Regions from separate parts of the Sus scrofa genome. Here region 2 is linked to region 1. Evidence: chromatin contacts called from public HiChIP or PLAC-seq data. All regions are on one chromosome and are shown on one strand. The core of a region is the stretch at or near the end of the contact, and the rest is flanking DNA. Distances in the headings are between cores, read along the strand shown.

The links. HiChIP or PLAC-seq counts read pairs in DNA pulled down with a chosen protein or histone mark.
Region 2: a contact with region 1 is called in an H3K27ac HiChIP or PLAC-seq map of alveolar macrophages. The contact joins the enhancer-like site here to the promoter of NDST1 in region 1. A contact is called at or near these places in 1 of 5 promoter capture datasets (liver), 14 of 47 Hi-C or Micro-C datasets (alveolar macrophages, brain, embryonic fibroblasts and 6 more) and 2 of 2 datasets of contacts at active chromatin or transcription factors (alveolar macrophages and skeletal muscle).

What each region holds. Positions count from the first base shown.
Region 1 is chr2:151,432,524-151,435,223 of Sscrofa11.1, forward strand. It overlaps NDST1 (bifunctional heparan sulfate N-deacetylase/N-sulfotransferase 1), which reads left to right and starts at 1,402. Exons shown (of 15, transcript XM_021085025.1): 1 at 1,402-1,488. RPS14 (40S ribosomal protein S14) reads right to left here and starts at 1,428. Exons shown (of 5, transcript XM_021085027.1): 1 at 1,292-1,428; 2 at 565-715; 3 at 1-71. The coding sequence starts at 713.
Region 2 is chr2:151,485,881-151,488,580 of Sscrofa11.1, forward strand. The region is part of intron 1 of NDST1 (bifunctional heparan sulfate N-deacetylase/N-sulfotransferase 1); the gene reads left to right. Among named protein-coding and RNA genes, the nearest start is that of RPS14, 53 kb to the left of the region's middle. Within about 2 kb of position 1,356, at least 13 of the 83 cell types and tissues checked have an H3K27ac peak or open chromatin away from gene starts, as enhancers often do. A contact at or near this core is called in alveolar macrophages, retroperitoneal adipose tissue and skeletal muscle, where this site is marked.

The DNA.
Region 1 (2,700 bases), core at 152-2,651:
CGGCGTACGGAGAGGACTCATCCCGGTCGGCCTTCACCTTCATCCCGCCCGTCACGCGACAGATGGTCTCCCTGGGGACAAAAGCACAGGGTCCTCTCTCACCCGCGAGGCTGCAGAGTGTCCGTCAGGCCCCAACAGACGCACCGCCGCTCGGGGCCGGCAGGCGTCCCCGCCGGGGACCGGAAAGCCGCGAGCTCTGCGGGGACAGGCTCCAGAGGCCTGAGACACGTGTGACCCGCCGCACCGGCCGCTCCAACCCCTGCACACGAGGACAGCCAGCCGAGACAGCGAGACCTGCCGCCGGGGTGACGCCAGGCCACCAGCGCCCCTGTAAGTGCCAGGACACCCCGAGGGTTTAGAGACCCCCCCCAGGCTGGGAAGCCGCTGAGGGACACACGTGCCTCCTCTTACACCCCGGGACCCGGAGGCCACACCTTCCTTGAGTGAACGCTCGCTCCAATTCTCACAAGAGACCCTCCACCTGCCGCCCAGCCCCGGGGTCCCTTCCCCCCCTTCTAACCCCAGGCCCTGCGAGCGGGGGCCTGGGCCTCTCCTGATACTCACTTGCCCGAGAGATCGGTGACATGGACGAAAGTGTCATTGAAAGACGCGAAGATGTGACACACGCCGAACACGTTTTCCCCTTCAGCCACCTGCGGGCCGAGGCTGATGACCTGCTCCTCCTTCTTCTCCTTCCCCTTGCGCGGTGCCATTTCTGCGGCAGAGGAACAGCCCCGGCTCCGGGAAGGAGCGCGGGCGCGCGCACTCGCTCGGCCGCCCCCCAGGCCGCGCGGCCTCCCCAGCGGCTGCGGCCCCTTCCCGGCTTCGACGCCGCCCTGCAGCCGCCACGTGCAGCGCCCGCCCTGGCATCACTGATCCAGGAACCGCCCACGAAGGGGCCGCGTCCCCTGCCTTCCCGCCCCGAATCCGTCCCAAGACCCCACGGGACCCGTGCGGCAATTACCCCAACTTCCCAGACCGAAAACAAGCGGGAGACCCGAGGCTCGCTCCCGGGACGACGTTCCCGCTCCTCCCCGCCCCCCGCCGTGGCCCGGCGGAGGTGGCTGTGCCCCTGGGCCCGGCCCCGAGCGGACCCCGCGTTACAGGCGGTTCCGAGCCAAAACCTCCGCCTCCGAGACAGCGCCAACCAGAGTCTGCATCGACCCGCCGCGCGCCTCCCGCCCCGCACCTGGCTTGGCTTTCGCGGCAAAACCTCAGGCCCGCGCCCCGAATCTCGCTGGGCCCCCAGGCCGCAGGATGCCGCTCGATTGTCCCGGCCCAGGGAGCCTACCTGCGCGTCGCCTTCAGACTCCGCCACCGGAAAGAGAGAGTGGGAGGAGGCGGGGCGACGGGTCACGTCCGTATCCCCGGAAGTGAACGTCTGAGGTCACGGGGCGAGGCCGGCTGCTCCGGAAGACGCCGACTTTAGCGTTTCCGAGATGAAGACGCCCTCGAGAATACGGTTGATTCAGTGGGGCGCCTGAGGAGGTAAGGGGCTCGGTGTCCCAGCGAGCGCGTCGGCTTCTAAAGCTGCACGAAGCAGCCGCACTGGGTGGGTGGAGCGGGCCTGCGTCCGGGATGGCGGAGGCCGCAGCTAGACGAACGTCCGGCGCCCCGTCCCCGGCCCGGCCAGCCCGGAGGCGACAGCGCACCGCGTGGCGCGGAGGCGAACAGCAGCAGCGGTGAAAGTCTCATCCGCTGTGTTCTGGGCAAAATAGGAGTAAATTATTCAGTACTTGTCGTTATGTACGAGGCCGGGATAAGCGACCGATAGCCATTGATCCATTTAATCCTTACCACATTATCAAAGACGTCGTTTTGATTTTTCTTTTAGTATTATTATTCATGGCACCTGTGGCATGTGGAAATTCCTGGGCTGGGGTCACGTCAGAGGTGCAGTTGCCACCCTATGCCACAGCAACACCAGATCCAACCCACATTCCGTGACCTACTCCGCAGCTTGCAGCTACGCTGGGTCCTTAACCCACTGAGCAAGATCAGGGATCGAATCCCGGCATCCCATGGATACTAGTCAGGAGTCAGGTTCTTAAGCTGCTCAACCGCAATGGGAACTCCTTTCTTTTTTCTTTCTTTTTTTTTTTTTTTTTTTTTTTTTTTTGGAACTCCTGATTTCTCTTTTAAAGAAAGGGATTTCAGGGGGTTCCCGTTATGGCTCAGCAGACCTGACTAGCATCCATGAGGATGTGGGTTCAATCCCTGGCCTTGCTCAGTGGGTTGAGGATCCGGCATCACTTGCAAGCTGTAGTAGGTCTCTGATGTGGCTCAAATCTGGTGTTGCTGTGGCTGTGGTGTAGGATGGCAGCTGTAGCTCTGATTCGACCCCTAGCTTGGGAAACTCCTGTTCTGCCCATGCAGCCCTAAAAAGACTACCCCCCCCCAAAAGGAAAGGGATTTCAGGATTTCCCTTGTGGTGCATTGGGTTAAGGACTCATCACTGTCACTGCAGGGGTAAACGAGTTCAGTTCCCTGACTTGGGAACTTCTGCATGCTGCAAGTGTGGCCAAAAAAAAAAAAAAAGTGGGTAGCAAAAAGTAAAAGTCATCTCTAAGTTCTTTTTTCTGTCGTCAAATTGGAGCATCGTTGCAGAGGTAACTATCTATACTTAATATATTCCTGTGTTTTCAGCGTGTGATATACCGTCTTACGTAAATGAGGTGATATTCTCTCCAACGTCAGTCG
Region 2 (2,700 bases), core at 106-2,605, 53 kb after region 1:
ATGGGTCACAGACACGGCTCGGATCCCGTGTGGCTGCGGCTGTGGTGTAGGCCGGCAGCAAAAGGATACTGGTAACTAATCTCCAGTTGAAGACAAGTGCTGTCGGAATTTGAGCTTTACAAAGAGCCGATTCTTAGGACGCCGAGCACACACCCCCCGGCCGCCAGCAGCTGACACCGACACCCGCTCCTGCCTCCTGTTTTGGCTTGAGGGTCCCGGTTTGCAGCTTCCACACTGTGGACGTGGGGAGGCCAGGGAGTGAGGGGTGGAGGTGACTTGAGAGAGGTGGTGACGCTAAAAGGGTGCGTAAGTGTCCCAAGGGGCCAGGGGAGGCCTTCCAGGCAGGGGAAGCTCATTGCCGAGGCTTAGATGCACCCAAGACTGGTGACTGGCTGGGCGAGACGGGAGTTTAGCAAAATGGCTGGCGATGCTGGCAAGGCCTAGGCAGTGGGGAAGTGCTGAGACCTCAGCCCCCAGCTGTCTTGAAGCCTGGGGGGGTCCAGGGCCATTAGGCCCCCACCCCCCGCATTTGCCAGCCTTGAGCCACAGGGGTGCAGGAGCTCAGGGTGGTGTGGAGGGGCCTCGAGTGGCTGGTGCCGGGCCTTTGAGGGGCTGCCGTGCTGGAGGTCCCCGTGGCCAGTGTGCGGGCGATCAGCCCTGTGCCGGGGGGTCGGGGGCCAGGTGGCCCCCTCTCTTTTCCTGTACCCTCTCTCAGGCCTGGGCTTTTTTCCTTTTTTTAAAGAGATCCGAATACATTTTTTTTGGCTTTCCCAGCACATTATTTTTTTTCTACTGTACAGCCTGGTGACCCAGTTATGCACGTACAGCCTCTTCTCCCCACATGATGAGGCTGCATCGTAAGTGACTGGACATAGTTCCCAGTGCCACACAGCAGGCCCGCGTTGCTCATCCATTCCAAAGGCCAGAGTCTGCGTCTCTTAACCCCAGGCTCCCCCCAACCCCCGGCCTGGGCTTTGCATGGCCTTCTCCCCAGCCTCCTGGCCTCTGTCGGGCCTCTGCCCCTCCACCCAGCTCCTGGGCAAGGCCTGGCTTCTGAGAGTGTGGCTTTGGGGGGTTCAGTGCAGCTAGAGACGAGAGCGAGTGAGCCTGAGCGTGACCTGCTTTGTGGGCTCGGGTGTCCCCCGTGTTGAGTGCACCCTAGTTCAGCAGCAGGAGCTGCTTGCTTCAGGGATAATGATTGGGAAACCGGGGCACGGGAAGGTGACGCGTGCGGCATGCGGCTGGGTGTGGCTCTTGTCTGCCCGCGTAGCTCTCGGGCTCTGTTAACCGAGTGCTTTCGGTCCCGGCTGGGCTGGGGGCCTGGGCCTGGGCTCTGGGCCTCTTACAACAGCGTCCAGCGTATGTGCACTTTTTTTTTCTTAATGGGAAAGTGTCAGATTCTCGCAGGGCCTGTGCCGCCCAGAGTCCTGGCCCTCTGCTGGCTGCCTCATTCGCACACATGCTGAAAGGTTTTTAATGCCATAGACGGAAGGCCAGTGGCCCAAGTGGGCGGTCGATCCCAGGCATCGGCAGCGGCGGGCAGCTTTGGGTGGGAGGCAGGGGGCACTCCCTGCAGCTGCTGGGCAAGGGGGGCTGCCCTTATCGATGGGAAGTGGGACACCGGGGCCCCTTGGGAATGAGCAGCACCAGTCACCCCAGCTCTCCTGGCTCGCCCTGCTGTCAGATAGAATTGCAGGCACCGCTTGGGAAGCTCTGCCGCCCCCTCATCGCCAGGCTGCACACTTGCCTCTGTCTTCCTGTTCCTGGTCAACCCTTACCTGGCGTTGTGGCCAGGCAGGTACTGTTTCCTCCAAGAAGCCTTCCTGGGCTGTGCCCCCTCTGCCTCCCGGAGGGTTCAGGCCCTCGGTTCTCTCGGATGCCTGCCCTCCCGCTGTGGCACGAGCCCCCTGCGCTGCAGGGGCCTATTTCCTTGGCTGCCGTGGGTCCCCTTGGCGCTGGCACGCGGTAGAGACTGAGCTGCAGAACAGCAGAGGTGGGAGAGCCCCGGATGCCACCTGGGCCAGGCCCCGTCTGGCAGGCGCGAAGCCCAGCAAGGGGGGGGGGAGTGCCTGGGGCCACACAGCCCGTCGTCGTTGCTGTTGTCCTGTCGTTGTGGCGAAGCAGGGGCAGGCCTCACACCAAGACTCGGCCACGTCTGGCTTCTGAGCACATCTGTTAGAAACATTGGTTTTCTTATATTCGCAAAATTAATAAGTGATTATTGTAGGAAACTTAGGAACCAAAAAAGGAAAATCAGAACTGACGGTTACCTTGTTTTGGATTTAGTAACAGTCTGTGGCCCGTGCGCACGAGTTTAACAAAACACGACTGGTGTGCTCGGTAAGTGTCTTCCTCTCAGTGGCCTGCGGGGCGCCTCATTTCGGGCTCGGTCCATGTCCCCGCGTCGGCGGCTGCCTGGATTCCTTCCTGGGCCCGCCTGGCTCCACTGAGACAGCGCCTGTTGTTGGGCTGCTCTGCAGGCGAACCTTTGCACACTCGCGCTGCTGCTGCCTCTAGGCCAAGGGCTCGGAAGCACGGGAGGGTCTCCGTGTGCTGTGCCTGCGCCGAGTACGCCCTGCGACCTTGGGGCTCCGAAGGGTTTTGACCTTCACTCCCGGCTCCAGCTCGAGGCCCACGTCCCCTCAGTGGCTGCGCCAGCCCAGCCCTCACGCCTTTTACCCTCGTCCCTGTCTCCCGTCC